2 separate regions of the Macaca mulatta genome follow, and region 2 is linked to region 1. The links are chromatin contacts, called in public Hi-C maps. All regions are on one chromosome and are shown on one strand. Each heading gives the region's core, a stretch centred on a gene start, on an enhancer-like site or on the middle of the called end of the contact. The rest is flanking DNA. Distances are from core to core; before and after follow the strand shown.

The links. A called contact is a pair of places that touch in the nucleus more often than the background predicts.
Region 2: a Hi-C map of fetal cortical plate shows a contact between it and region 1, with 1.8 times the contacts expected there. The contact joins the promoter of KAT6B here to the promoter of DUSP13A in region 1. A contact is called at or near these places in 3 of 14 Hi-C or Micro-C datasets (blood, fetal cortex germinal zone and fetal cortical plate).

The regions. Positions count from the first base shown.
Region 1 is chr9:74,497,419-74,504,855 of T2T-MMU8v2.0, reverse strand. It overlaps DUSP13A (dual specificity phosphatase 13A), which reads right to left and starts at 3,863. Exons shown (of 3, transcript NM_001418213.1): 1 at 3,715-3,863; 2 at 2,698-2,915. The coding sequence starts at 3,863. It overlaps SAMD8 (sterile alpha motif domain containing 8), which reads left to right and starts at 3,972. Exons shown (of 6, transcript XM_077946531.1): 1 at 3,972-4,117. It overlaps LOC144331132 (a long non-coding RNA gene), which reads right to left and starts at 6,277. Exons shown (of 2, transcript XR_013398069.1): 1 at 6,051-6,277; 2 at 5,521-5,834.
Region 2 is chr9:74,782,558-74,789,994 of T2T-MMU8v2.0, reverse strand. It overlaps KAT6B (lysine acetyltransferase 6B), which reads left to right and starts at 3,993. Exons shown (of 17, transcript XM_077946539.1): 1 at 3,993-4,225.

The DNA.
Region 1 (7,437 bases), core at 2,614-5,113:
TGGCGTAAACCCGGGAGGCGGAGCTTGCAGTGAGCTGAGATCTGGCCACTGCACTCCAGCCTGGGCAACAGAGCGAGACTCCGTCTCAAAAAAATAAATAAATAAATAAATAAATAAATAAATAAATAAATAAATAAATTTATTTTTGCCGGGCGAGGTGGCTCAAGCCTGTAATCCCAGCACTTTGGGAGGCCGAGACGGGCGGATCACGAGGTCAGGAGATCGAGACCATCCTGGCTAACACAGTGAAACCCCGTCTCTACTAAAAATACAAAAACTTAGCCGGGCGAGGTGGCAGGCGCCTGTAGTCCCAGCTACTCGGGAGGCTGAGGCAGGAGAATGGCGTGAACCCGGGAGGCGGAGCTTGCAGTGAGCTGAGATCCGGCCACTGCACTCCAGCCTGGGTGACAGAGCGAGACTCCGTCTCAAAAAAAAAAAAAAAAAAAAAAAATTTATTTTTTATTTTTATTTATTTTTTATTTTTATTTTTATTTTTTTTTTGAGACGGAGTCTCACTCTGTCGCCCAGGCTGGAGTGCAGTGGCGCGATCTCAACTCACTGCAAGCTCCGCCTCCCGGGTTCACGCCATTCTCCTGCCTCAGCCTCCCGAATAGCTGCGACTACAGGCACCTGCCACCAGGCCTGGCTAATTTTTTTGTATATTTTAGTAGACACAGGGTTTCACCGCGTTAGCCAGGATGGTCTCGATCTCCTGATCTCGTGATCCGCCCGTCTTGGCCTCCCAAAGTGCTGGGATTACAGGCTTGAGCCACTGCGCCCAGCCTTTTTTTTTTTTTTTTTTTTTTTGTAGAGACAAGGTCTCACTATGTTGCCCAGGCTGGTCTTGAACACCTGAACTTAAGTGATTCTCCCACCTTGGCCTCCCAAAGTGCTGGGATTACAGGTGTGAGCCACCTCTCCTGGCCTCCTAACCTTTTTAACATAGCTTGTTAAGACCCTTCAAGAGCTGGCCCCTGTTGCCTCATCTTAGACTGTCCCTCCCCCACCTTCAGCTCGAGGAAAAATGGAGGAACTTGCAGTTCCTTGAGGCTGCCATGTTTTCTGACCTCCAGCCTTAACCACATGCTATTCCAAATACCTGCAAATTGTTTCCCCTGGTCTCAGTCTGACTAACTTCTACTACTCATCCACCAGGTTTCGGCTGAGACATGGCTTCCTCCACAGGCTTTCTTGACCGCTCAAAGTATTGCTTGAATCACAGAGCAGCTCATCTTTTTTGCATATGACCCATGAATACTTTTGTAGAGGGAAGTCCCCCCATCTTACTGATCCTCTAGGCTCAGCACCCCCGCTGTGTGCTCCCAGAGCCCTCCACACTGGCCCACTCTTATGCGTAGCTCTGACTATACTATTCACAATTTGGCTGTCTTTCCACCAGTTCCAAGAGGGCAAGGACCCTGCTTCTTAAAGTCTGTATTCCCAGTATTTATTTAGCTCAGTGCCAGGCACATAGTGGATACTCAGTAAATAGCTGGTGAATGAATGGACAAAGAACAAAAGAATGTCAAAGTGCTTTGGATACTAAAAAGTCATGTGAGCTGTAATCTTGTCATTCTTGTCACATAGATGAGGAAACTGAAGTCCAGAGAGGGACACTGGCTTGCTCAGGGTCACATAGTGAGGGACACAGCTGTCTTCTAGGATGGCCACAAAGCCAGGACACCAGCCTCCCTGGACTCCTATGCTGTATCCTGAGTATTTGAGATACATTTCTTTCTAGTTAAAAGTACTTTGAGGGGCGGGTGCGGTGGCTCATGCCTGTAATCCCAGCACTTTGGGAGGCCGAGGCAGACAGATCACTTGAGGTCAGGAGTTCAAGACCAGCCTCGCTAACATGGTGAAACCCTGTCTCTGCTAAAATACAAAAATTAGCTGGGTGTGATGGCAGATGCCTGTAGTCCCAGCTACTTGGGAGGCTGAGGCACGAGAATTGCTTGAAGCCGGGAGGCAGAGGTTGAACCCAGGAGATGGAGGGGCCAAGATCGTGCCACTGCACTCCAGCCTGGGTAGCACTGAGACTCTGTCTCAGAAAAAAAAAAGGAATAAAAGAAGTACTTTGGGGCAGACATCTAGGTACCAAATGGTGCTTTCCCAAAGCTGAGTGTTGCAGAGAAAGAGCTATTCTGCTGTTTGGGAGAAATGGCTTTCAGCCTTAGGGTTGCTCCTAACTCATGGCATGGCCTTGTATTCCAGGCCTCAGTTTCCCCATCTGGGAAGGAATAGGGTTTGATAAAATGCTGGAGCACTAAGCAAAGAACTTTTTTTCAGGGTGGGAGGGCAGATGGATTTCACCCTTTTGCCCAGGCTAGAGTGAAGTGGCATGATATCGGCTCACTGCAACCTCCCCCTGCCCCGTGTTCAAGCAATTCTCCTGCCTCAGTCTCCCGAGTAGTTGAGATTATAGGTGTGTGCCACCATGCCCGGCTAATATTTGTATTTTTAGTAGAGATGAGGTTTCACCGTGTTGGCCAGGCTGGTCTTGAACTCCTGACCTCAGATGATCCACCCACCTTGGCCTCCCAAAGTGCTAGGATTACAAGCATAAGCCACTGTGTCCGGCCTAAGCAGAGGATTTTTAAAAACCAGGGATGGGAGGGCACTGATGACTGAGAAGAAATGAGGCATCCTCCCCAGGAATGAGCAAGATGGGATACGGGCTTGGACCCCAAGTCCTACCCCCAGGCGTGTTGAGGGCACGGTGGATGAAGTCAGCCGCGGAGGAGAAGTAGGCACTGATGTCAAAATCAGGGAGGTCGTGGGCTGGCACCCCCAGGTAGCTCACACTGCTGCCGTAGAAGTCAGGGCCGCCCTGACAGTAGAGGCCCCCGTGGGCGGCGTTCAGCACGTGGGTGATGCCCAGCTTCCACAGCTCAAAGCGGTTGTTTGCTGTGGCCCTGGGGAGGGCAGAAAGGGCACTGGATAACAGCCAAGCCATGGGACCAGGAGGGAGGCTTTGCCTGGCCCCCTGCTGCAGAGGGACCGAGCCATCAGGGTCCAAAGAGAATCCAACCCCAGCAAGCTCCAAGTGGGGTCTGACTCCACAGCCCCATACCCAGAGCCCCACACTTTCTGGTGGCAGAACTGGTGGTATGCGTGTGTTGGGGGATCTTTAGACCCTCTCTGCTTCCTCAAGGCCTCTGCTCCTGCCTTGGCCAGGACAGGAAGGAAGGGATTGCTTCAGCCCTAGAACCTGGCTGCCCCTCCCTTCTTGCCTCATGTCCTCCCACGCACATCCGTCCTCTACCGGCTACCACCTAATACCTGCTTCTAGCCTACAAATGTTGAGAGGCAACACCTTCTCTGATTCACCTTCAGTCAGGCTTCTCCACCATCTGTATCCAGAGGAGGGAGGCTGGGTCCAGAAATAGGGGGCTCTCTGTCTACCTCATCTCATGCTGCAAATACTATTTCCCAGGCCTGTACCTCTACACTTGCCAGTTGTCCTGGAAATGTTTCCCAGGACTCCTGGGAGACTCCCTGCTTTCAGGCAGGCGAAGTCCCTGCTCCCCCTCGTGGCCATACCTGGTCACTGCACTGTCCTTGGCAGCCTGGGGTCCTGGAGAAGGTCCCTGGCCTGGGATGGTCAGAGCAGAGCTATTTCTCCTTGTTTCTACCCTCCTGTGTCTGGTAAAGCCACCAAGAACTGCCTCTCCTTGTCCCCACCCCCATGACCCTTGGCCAGCTATCACTCACGCATCTCCTATGAAAAGGTTGGGCCAAACTTCATCCACGCGGCTGCAAGAAGACTTCCCCGCCCTCAGGAGCTCCTCCAGCTCCAGGATGCTGGGGCAAGGCGTGGCTTTGTCCTCTCCCACCAGCTCTGGGAGCAAGGTCTCAGCCATGGGCCAGCCCGCCCACCCCTCTGCCTCTGCGGTCACTCCTCTCTGCCTCTCCAGTGTCATTTCTCCTTCCCAGAGATTGACAGGGACAGGTGGGACAGGAGCAAGTGACTCAGCAAGTCAAAGGGGCCTCTGGAGCAGACAAGACCTTTTCCTCCCTAAGCCTCCCCCCACCCCCAAACTCCGTGAGAACATGGAATCAGAGAGACCTCTGCAAGTCAGCTACCTCCCTGAACCTCAGTTTCTTCATCTGTAAAGTAAGGATAATCACACCTACCTCAGAGAATTTGAGGATTAAATGAAACAAAAGACGTGCTGGGTCTGATACATAGTAGGTACTTAGAAACGTCTGTGGAATTAGTAGATGTAGAGCCCTGCCTAAGGCTATTAGGTTATGAGGACTGAGTTAAAGTAGAGATCCAGGGTGCAGAGGAGGTGGCTGGTTCCAAGGATGAATGATAGAACTGAAAGAAGTGTAGTCTAGGTGGGCCACAAATTGGGTAGGAGCTGGATTGGATGTCTGTTGGATGAGTCTCTGAATTATGGAGGTCAGGGACAGTTTTCTGAGTTGTAGAGTCAGAGAAATACGGATAAGAGACATGGAGAGCTTCATTTTTAAAGCGTGCCCACAAGATTCATGGGGGAAGGGGGAAAGTGTTTGTTTTTTGTATGTTTGTTTTTTTAGACAGGGTCTCACTCTGTCACCCAGGCTGGAGTACAGTGACATCTTGGCTCACTGCCACCACCACCTCCCGGGTTCAAGTGATTCTCCTGCTTTAGCCTCCTGAGTAGCTGGGATTACAGGCGTGTACCACCATGCCACACTAATTTTTGTGTTTTTAGTAGAGACGGGGTTTGTCAGCCGTGTTGGTCTGACTGGTCTTGAACTCCTACCTCAAGTGATCAGCCTGCCTCGGCCTCCCAAAGTACTGGGATTACAGGTGTGAGCCACCATGCCGGGCCAGTGGGGGAAGGTTTGAACAATGGTCCTGTAATGAACGTAGCTGACTTCTCAGAAGAGAAGGCTGAAGAGGGCCTTGTATGTCAAACGGGGAGAAGGGAGGTGAGTGTTGCCCTAGACTTTGAGAGCCAAAGGGGCCAACTGTCATCAGAAACATTTTGAGGGTGGGAGGGAGATTCCCCTGTCTATAAGGGCTTTGGGTCCCAAAATAGAAACTGAGAAAGGTCAACCTGTCCTTCTGCCAGAGCTGGCTATCAGCAAGAGATGAGATGTCTCGCCCTCTGTCATGTGACTTCTCAGCAGCCCTGATGGAGCTGGGAAGGGTATGGGCTGCAGTGGGGAGGTTCCCAGCTGTCCTTGGCCTTAAGACCAGTTTGAAGGGAAAGGCCACACCAGGGCATCCCATGGAAGCAGTCTACATTCATGTCCATCCCATTCAGAACCACTGAAGTCAGCCCGGCACTGTGTGGGGAGGCAAGGCCAAGGAGGGGTTCGTGTCCAGGTTACAGTTGGGTCTGGACTTGGTTTATGCCTATGCTAGACCTGGCTTGGGAGGAGACCTTCCCTCAGGGTGGCGCAGCATGGTGGAGGAAAATATAGGATCAGATGTTAGAGAGATTTGGGTTGGAATATCAGTTTGCAATATGTCAGGCAATGTGTTTCTTTACCTTTCTGTGCTATACGATCCCCCTTGCAGAGTTAGCACAAGGATTTTTATTTTTATTTTTTTTGAAATGGAGTTTCACACTTGTCGCCCAGGCTGGAGTGCAACGGCGTGATCTCGGCTCATTGCAACCTCCACCTCCCGGGTTCAAGCGATTCTCCTGCCTCAGCCTCCCGAGTAGCTGGGACTACAGGTATGCGCCACCACGCCCGGCTAATTTTTGTATTTTTAGTAGAGATGAAGTTTCACCATGCTGGCCAGGCTGGTCTCGAACTTCTGACTTCAGGTGATCCACCCGCCTCAGCCTCCCAAAGTGCTGGGATTACAGGCGTGAGCTTCTGCGCCTGGCCTTAGCACAAGGATTAAATGAGATGTTTATATGGCATTTGGCATAGACGCTGTCAAAGAGGAAGTGGGCAATAAATTATAACAATTATCGTTGGTGGCTGGCTATTGGAGAAGAGGGGGCTCTCTCCAGAGGAATTAGGATTACCTCCTTCTAGGCCCTAACCCCTTTTACTGATTCCACAGGCCCCGCCCCCGCTCCGCTAGCCCCGCTTCCTACTCTCGCTTTGGCCCTCGGCATGACGCATGCGCCCTCTGGCTCCCCCGCGGCAGCTTCTCGGTTCTCCAGTCGGGCCCATCTGGAGCCTCGCGTCTTTTCCAGTGTGGGCCCCGCCCCCTGCCGGTAGAACCCCGTTCCCGGCCGGTAGGGCCTCGCCTCCCGAAGCAGTTCCGGTTCGGCTGTGAGCAGCTGCCGGCGCGGCGGTGACGGCGGCCGGGACGATGCCTGCGCGCAGCCGCCACCGCCCCCGCCTCCACTCCGGCTCCCCGCCCCGGGCTCCGCCCCCGCCGCTTGAGGCGCTGCACTCCGGCGAGGCGGGCAGGGCCCCGGACTCCGACGGCGGCTCGGACGCCGACTCGGAGGTGGGTCCGGGGAGCCCGACTCGGACCGCGGAGGTGAGCGGGAGCTGAGGCTGAGGAGAGGGTAGCTTGGGGGGCGCCTGCTGCCAAGGGTGAGTAGGGAGTCTGGGATGGAGCCGGGGGTTGCCGAGGGACCGCGACCCGGAGGGGCCCCGGGGAGACGGTTGAGGGAGCCGGGAGAGTCAGCTCTGGAATGGAATCTGAAGGAAATGGAGGTTGTCGAACCGAGGGCCTGAGGCTGAGGGGTAAGTGGAGGCCGAGGAACGAGAGGGAGGGGGCGGGAGGGGGAGGCTTGAAGAGCCCAGAGCTTGGGGGCTTTTGAAAGCTGCGCAGTGGGGGAAGAAGATCGAAGGGGTCCTGCGGGAATGTGGACCCGGAGGAAGAGATGCTCTGGGTTTGGCAGCGGGGGTGAAGAGTCAGAGGAGCAAGACCTGGGCCGGTGTTCCCTTCCCAGGACGAGGGAGGGCGATCGGGGCAGGGACTGGAGCCTCTTACCCGGGTGGGGCTGGTGGTAATGGAGGGCAGGATTTAGGTTTGATTAGAAGGAGGAGGGCTATTGGATGGGAAATTGTCTGGCCTCTAGGGGTGAGGGAGGCATTGAAAAAGAGAAGTGTGGTCAAGAAAGAAAAGGAGCCCTTGGGGATCTAATTTTGGGTTTTGGCATTTTTACAGGTGCCTTTTAAAACATCAAAGATCACTAGGGCAATGTACTTGGATTGTGGGACTTTCTCGTTCGTGCACAGTGGATCCTTTTAAGAATCTTGGGTGGAAGGGGCGGTGTGAATCACTGATTTGCCTAAAGGACTGGGGGAAGTAGTGGAGAGGAAGTGATGTTTGAAGAAGGTAGTGAAAGACGTGATTCTGAACATGATATCATTTGGATTTGTTGACAGTAATGATGTCCTCCTTTTTTTCATCGTATTTTTCTTTCGTAAATAAGTTTAAATACCAGACGTGTTAAGATCCTAAAAAAGATTTACTACATTACCTTTAAGTTTTAAAAACTTGAAACAAGACTTTGGATACTC
Region 2 (7,437 bases), core at 2,744-5,243, 290 kb before region 1:
AGGTGATTGTTACATGTGGCCAGGGAAGCAAACCACAGGTATGAATGGTGTGTCTTCATTAAGTAGCTTTTATGGCACTAGGGCAGTTACATAGATGAACAAGCTGGTCCATGTAGTAGAAAAGCTAATTAGGAAAACAGGCAAAATATGACAACAGAGTAGGGTAAATGCTTTTATTTATTCTATAACTCAATAAATACTAGCTAAGCACTTAACAAGCGCCAGTGCTGGAGTGAAGCCATGCTCTCAGTCCTGTGGGCTACCTGCAAAAACCAGGAAAACTTCACAGAGGAGGCAGCAGCCAAGCAGGGATTTGGAGGAGTGCTTAGTCAAGGTCTTTACTAGATAAGGCAGGGAGTGAGGGCATGGCAGTGAGGACAGGGCGTGCTGGCCACAGACAAGTGGCAGGCTCGGAGAAGCTGGAGATGAGATACTGGTGAGGTGTAGATACGCATACCTTTAGAAGACTAAGGGGTTTAGGCTTGGTCCAGAATGCATTTAAAAGACATTAAAGGTTTTAAAGCAGGAATGCACAAATTAGATGTGGGTGCAGAATACTGGTATTGCAGATAACCCCAGCTGTTCATAAAGGCAGCTGTAGCTAGAATTTCCTAACCAGTTTAATGCTTTGACTGATCATCCCCCATCCCCTCTGCCCTTGACTGAAGTAATCAGACATTGTGACCTTGTGGGGTCAGTTTCTAGTCAATGAAGGGAGAGGATTCCATGTGGCAGTTGGAAGGAGGTGTAGATCAATGTTTTTTAAGTGACTAATTGAATGTAAATAGAATTCAACATGGGCTGGACCCTGGACAAATACGTTTAGGGTCCCTGCCTGTGCCTCCTTACCCAATTTCCTTTAGAAGGACTTGGTAGTGCCTCTGTGGATGTGGTACCTCTTATCAGGCTGTTTGTCTGACTTGCCTCAGAGCAAGTAAACAAACCCAAAAGATCAAACCATCTGGGTTCCCAGAGGCTCCTGCAGCTCCTCTGCACTTTATTATTCTCGTTCAGAACTCAAGGACAAATAGGTCAAATCACAAAATCAGCCAAGTACTAGGGACTATAACCTTCTGGCTAAGACACTCACAGAAGAAGTAACTTCCTCGGCTGGGGAGGAAGAAGATTTAGCCTAGGCCAGTGGTTCTCAAATTTAGTGACTGTAAGCTTCAAGACTAGTCATGAGCTAAAAATATATTTTCGGGAGACTCGCTTCAGACTTACTGAATCAGAATCTCTGGGGTTGGGCCAAGGAACCTGTCTTTCAAACACTCATTCCCAGATCATTCTGATTCCAGTGATCTGTAGATTGCATGGAGCAGCATAACTCGTCAGTGGTTCTGGTCTGTGGTGGTGGTTGGCAGCTGTTTTGGGGTGGTGGGGGACAGGTCAGATAAGCGTCTCCATTCATAATCTTCCAGCCCAGTAGGCTTGCAAAATTTGCACCATGCTTAGTTTTCAATTCAGGCTATTTCTAGGTTAATTTCTTAATTGAGCTATTTAGCTCAGCAGAGGACCTGAGATACCACAGATAAGAGAGCGGTTTAGGAGTAAGCATTAAATATCTCTGGCTGTGTCTCTTATTATCCTTTCCAGTCTCACTTATCTGAAGAGCCAGATTTCTCAAAGGACAAGTAACTCTAGAAGGGAGTATCAATGGGAAAGCTACGAATTCCTTGCCACACCCCCGTTACAGAACTATACTTGCTAGTAACTGAATCTCAAGAAACATATCAAGATGTTGAATGAAGACATTTCTCCTTTCTGTATTCCTGAGCTCCTGGGGTTACAAGAGCACAAGTTTAGGCAAACATAACTCATTTCTCTCTGAGGTGTCTCTTCACTTCTTGATGCACTGGAGATCCTTGTAGAATAATACATTAGTGATAATGAGTGTTGGGTGCTCACAAATCACCCACAATTCATTGGCTGAAGGCATCTTAAACGTGAACTTTTTGGCTTTTATTGTCTTTAGCTGCTTCTTTTAACGTACTTTAGTTTGAGTGTACAGATTTGGGGTTTTCAAACTTGTTTTTAATTAAGGCATGGTTTATTTTTATTGCTTGAGATAAAATGCAGTCTGAGGGTCACAAATGTAATTTACAAAATAAAGTGCATCTGGGCAGATCATAAGGAAAAAAAAAGAAAAAAGAACAGAAAGCCTAAATAAAGAGTGGGCCAGGATTCTTAAGTTTATTTAGTAACTTCTTGGAGAATAAAAATCCCAGCACCTGCATTATAAAAAAGCACATCTTCTAAGTGTCCTTCTCTTCGAAACACCTAAATGAACTAGACTGAATTACGAACTAACTAATGGTCTTTAAAAATTCACCTTGAGCAAGCTACTGAAGATACTAAATAAAAGAGGCTGGGACAGAGTCTGAGGAAACCCAACCTGCTGTTTGTTTTATCAGTAATGTAACTCAAAAGTAGCCAAGCGGATGGCCGGAGTTTTCTGTGTTTTGTTTCCCTGGGCTGAGCCTGTGAATGCCAAGATTTAATCTAAAGAGGTTTGTGTTTTAAAAACTAACAACCAAGTAATAAAACACCTATAAAAACGGTTTATAATGGAACCAGTGACAGTTTGCAGTGTAGTATTACAACTCTTCTGCTCCCCCTCGCCCTTTCTCTATCCTTTCATCCAACTCTGTGCCCTTTGTCTAAGTTCCTTTCTCACCTTGCTGCCAAGAAGCACAGGAGAGGGAGCTCACACCCCAAAGCAGCAGACCATTTTTAAAAAATGAAGTGTGTGTTGTGGTCTGCATTTGAAGACAGGGCTGCGTGTGCTGCTTGTTTTGTCTGAGATAAGGACGAAGATAAGTTGTCCTAACAAAGTACCCACCTAGTTGTACAGTGGTTTCTAATGGGGAGGTGAAGATGCCACTGCAGTGTCAGTGGCGTGAGGCTGCAGGAGTCAACCAGGGCAGGAAGCCTGGGGCCTCCCCTCCCTGGCACCCTGCATCGCCATGCCCGGGCCCAAGATGGCCCTGACTCCAGGGACAGACTTCAGGCAACAGGTGGTTTTCCACCCAGGCCACCATGCCTGAAACTTGGTTCTTTTGCAAAGCCATAGTTCTCCTCCCCCTCTCAAAGAAATGGCGCCTGGGAGGGAAACTTCGTGCTCAAACTCTCTAGGAGCCATTGCTCAGCCCACCTTTCCTATTTTCTTAAGTCTCCCTTGCCAGCATCCCATTCACCTCCGGAAAGAATCAGGGGCGCTCTCTTCAGAGTCCAGAGAGCTCTGGGAGGCATGTGGGCAGCGTCAGAGTGGCCTCGCCTGGGCGGCCAGAGAAGCCCCCAGTCTCCCTCAAGTGGGCCTCAGGAACTCGGGGGGCCCAGGGGAAGCCTGGAAAACCGAACTTCGCCATCAGCCTTCCTTAGAGCGCTGACTAAAAGAGAGGGGGGAAGGGCCCCCCAGCGGTCTTCCCCGCCCCCCTCCCGCCTCAGCCCCTCTGCCATCCGTCTGCACCGCCCAAGAAAGCACCCAGAACGCGGCTGAGCTCGTCAGCTACTCGCAGGCAGGGAGAGGGCATCCTGGGGGGCAGCTTCCCCCTCCAGCCCGCATCTGACATCCCCACTCCCACCCAAGGATGCCGCCGCCGTGCCCTGTCCGCAGTCGCTGAATGTCACTGCTCCCTCTTCCTCCCGATCAGGGTAGACACAGCTCTTCAGGCGTCCCCCACCCCAAAACTGCCGCGATCGCCCGAGGGCGCAAAGCCTGGGCAAAGGACGAAGTTTGGGGCCCATAGCGACGGGAGGGGGGGCGCGTTGGCGAGGACCGCACCTCAGTCCCAGCCCCGGCGGGCACACTCCCCGCCCCAAACGGCCCAGGCGTCCCCATCCTCCCGCGGACACCAGCGTCCCCGCCCACCCCCGAGGGCGGCGAGAGGAGCCCCCCGGGGCGGAGGCAGGTACCCCCGGGGCGGAGACTGGGGCGGGCGGGGTCCGGGCTGCGCCCCCGGCCAGGCCGGGCGGGCTGGCGGGCGGCGCGGGGGGAGCGGGGCTGGGCGGCGCTGCCTCGGGCTCTGTGCGCTGCAGCCCGGAGCCGAGGAGGAGGAGGCGGAGGAGGAGAAGGAGGCGGCGGCGGTGGGTCCCGGGCGGGGGGAGCGCGGCGCTGCGGACCCGGGCGGCTGGCAAAGGACGAGGCGGAGGCTGAGGAAGGCAGCAGGGAGACCCAGGCTGCAGCAACAAAGGGCAGCGAGCGATTGGCCGGGCTGCAGGCGAGGTTAGCCGGGGACCGGGGTGGCCGGAGGCAGCGGCGAACGGTGCACGTGCTTGCAGACACGGGCGAGTGTGGAGCCGGGGGGTGCACGCCCGGTGGGTAGGGGCTTGCTCCCCCGCGGCATGGGATGGCGAGGAGGCTGCAGCGACATCGTTCTGCCTGCACCCGGCCTGGGGCTGGCAGGGTAGGGGTGTGTTGGGGGGGGAAGGATGCGAGCCAGGGGGCGGGCGAGTAGTCGCCCGGGACGGGACGGGAGAGAGGGTGGAGGAGGGGGCGGGATGGAACGCTCCGGGCGGCGCGCCCGTCCGCGCACTCCAGCAAAGAAGCTGGCGACTGAGAACCTCGAATTTTAACTTCGCGTGCCCGCCCGCGCGCGCCCGCCCGCGCCCACCCCTAAATCCTGCGGCCGCCGCCAGCGATCAGCTCTCACACAAACTTTAGCTGCGGGCTAGGGGGTTTGGGGTTGAGTGGGGGAGGGGAGAGGGAAAAGGCCTCCTGATTGGCGTCGTCTGCAGCCAATAAGGCCAAGCTCCCCTGCTGCGAGTAGACCCAATCTTTTCCTAGAGGTGGAGGGGGCGGGTAGGTGGAAGTAGAGGTGGCGCGGTATCTAGGAGAGAGAAAAAAGGCTGGACCAATAGGTGCCCGGAAGAGGCGGACCCAGCGGTCTGTTGATTGGTACTGGCAGTGGACCCTCCCCCGGGGTGGTGCCGGGGGGAGGGTGATGGGTCGAGGGGTGTGTCTATGTGGAAGCGAGATGACCGGCAGGAACCTGCCCCAATGGGCTGCAGAGTGGTTAGTGAGTGGATGACGGACAGACCCGTAGGCCAACGGGTGGCCTTAAGTGTCTTTGGTCTCCTCCAATGGAGCAGCGGCGGGGCGGGGCCGCAGCTCGGGTTTAATGAGACTCCATTGGGCTGTAATCAGTGTCATGTCGGATTCATGTCAACGACAACAACAGGGGGACACAAAATGGCGGCGGCTTAGCTCCTACCCCTGGCGGCGGCGGCAGCGGTGGCGGAGGCGACGGCACCTCCTCCAGGCGGCAGCCGCGGCTTCTTTCTCAGGCAGCGGCAGCGCCCCCGGCAGGCGCGGTGGCGGTGGCGCGCAGCCAGGTCTGTCACCCACCCCGCGCGTTCCCAGGGGGAGGAGACTGGGCGGGAGGGGGAAACAGACGGGGGGATTCAGGGGCTTGCGACGCCCCTCCCACAGGCCTCTGCGCGAGGGTCACCGCGGGGCCGCTCGGGGTCAGGCTGCCCCTGAGCGTGACGGTAGGGGGCGGGGGAAAGGGGAGGAGGGACAGGCCCCGCCCCTCGGCAGGGCCTCTAGGGCAAGGGGCGGGGCTCGAGGGCGGAGGGGGCGGGGCGGGATCGGGTGGGGGCGGGGTTCGGGGAGTCGGAAGGCGGGGGCTGCGAGGGAATTTCTGAGTGGGAGTGAACTGGTAGGAGCGGTGGGGGCCAGCGAGGGTGTGAGGAAGACTAGTGAGGGTTGGGTGGGAGGGGAAGCTGGAGGTGTAGAACAGGTGCTGAGGGAGAGTTAGGGAGGGATGCAATTTGAGAGAAGTGGAAGGCGGACCGAGGGGTGTGTGAGGGCAGGTGAGATGATGCCGAAGGCGAGATTGCAGTTGTCTGGGCGCAGAGTAGGTGGGTTTGGGTGTGGTGGATTGGAGCAGAGTTGAAGCGGTGGAGAGTGTTGGGTTTGGGGAGGCATTGAGGCGCATGTGAGGAGCAGGTGCGATTGCAATGATGGGAAAGGTATTTGGGTGGATCGGCATGTTGAAATAAGGAGGTTTGCTAGCTTTGGAGTATGAAGTGTTTTTAAAAATGTGGAAGGATGGGATGGTTATGCTTGGGAGAGTTTCTGAAAGATGATGCTAAGACAGCAGAGCAAACTTAAATGTGAAGGGAAGGGAGAGAGGCTGCTTAGAACTTGCAGAATAAATCTGTAGCAGAAAATCTCCGGGGGACAAGGGATTGGTAGGGGTGGGACAAAGTGGCAGGTGTGAAGAAAGTGGGCGGAGCTGTACAGTAATTTTGGGTGAATGTGATTTGGTGGACTGTGCCAGGGGTGAGGATGGGGCAAAGAAAGGTGTTAGTTTGGGAGACAAGTTGCTTGATAGGCTGTATTTATTATTTTTTAATAAAAATGAGAAAAGGGTCTCACTATGTTGCCCAGGCTGGTCTCGAAATCCTGGCCTCAAGTGATTTGCCCACCTCTGCCTGCCTGAGTGATGGATTACAGGCGTGAGCCAGGGCGACCCGTGATAGGCTGGATTTATTATATTAAACTTGATCTGGAGTCTTCAGGGAGTGTGGGGCAGCAGAGTATCCCAGGAAGAGACATACACCATACCCTGGGATAGGACTTTTTGCATAGGTTTGAATTTGCTAGTACTTTGCTATGGGCAGAGTGCAGGGAGTGGTAGGAGATGACCAGGCAAAGGCGCAGGATGGGTTAGATTACAAATGGTGTCCTATGCCCCATGAAGGAGTTTAAGCCCTGTAATTGGTAGAAGGTGTTGGGATGTGTTCAAGAGAGTATTAGACAGCAGTTCTGAAGGGGTAGTGATAAAGAATTACAGATGTGGGAAATACGAAATGAAAACTAATGAACCAAGTATGTTTGGGGTTGGAGATACCAAGGAAATTCAGGATACAGCATATGAAGACCCCTCCTATATGGACGGAAGGTGGAAGTAGAAAATGGGAATTAGTTGTGTTCGAACAGTCTTAGTTCTATGGGGCCCCAAGAAGGTTTTTTTTTTTTTTTTTTTAAAGTGCATTCTTCCTGTCTTACTTGTATACCCTAGATTTTTTTGGCATAGCCTTGAAATAAAACACTCTGGTTTTTTTCTTATTCATAAGTTCTTTACACATTTATCAAAAAGAATTTGGACAATATTTTATGTTTTTAAGAAGGAAAGGATAATGCACATGTTTCTTCTTTCCCGAGAACTTCTACTGAGAGTTAAAGGTTGGGGAGGTGAAGTGACAGTTTACCAAAAAAAAGAAAAAGAAAAGAAAATATAGAGACAGAGGAAGATTTTAACATTAAAGGAGGAATTTAGGGAATGGCTGATGGTCATGACATGGTCGGCAGAGGAAGTTTTGCTTACCAGCCACACTTAGGCTTCTGAGTAAAGTGGATATTATGTCATTGCTATTATAGCATGTGTTTATTTCACAGACTGCTTTCGAAGATTGGGTGGAAACTGTCAG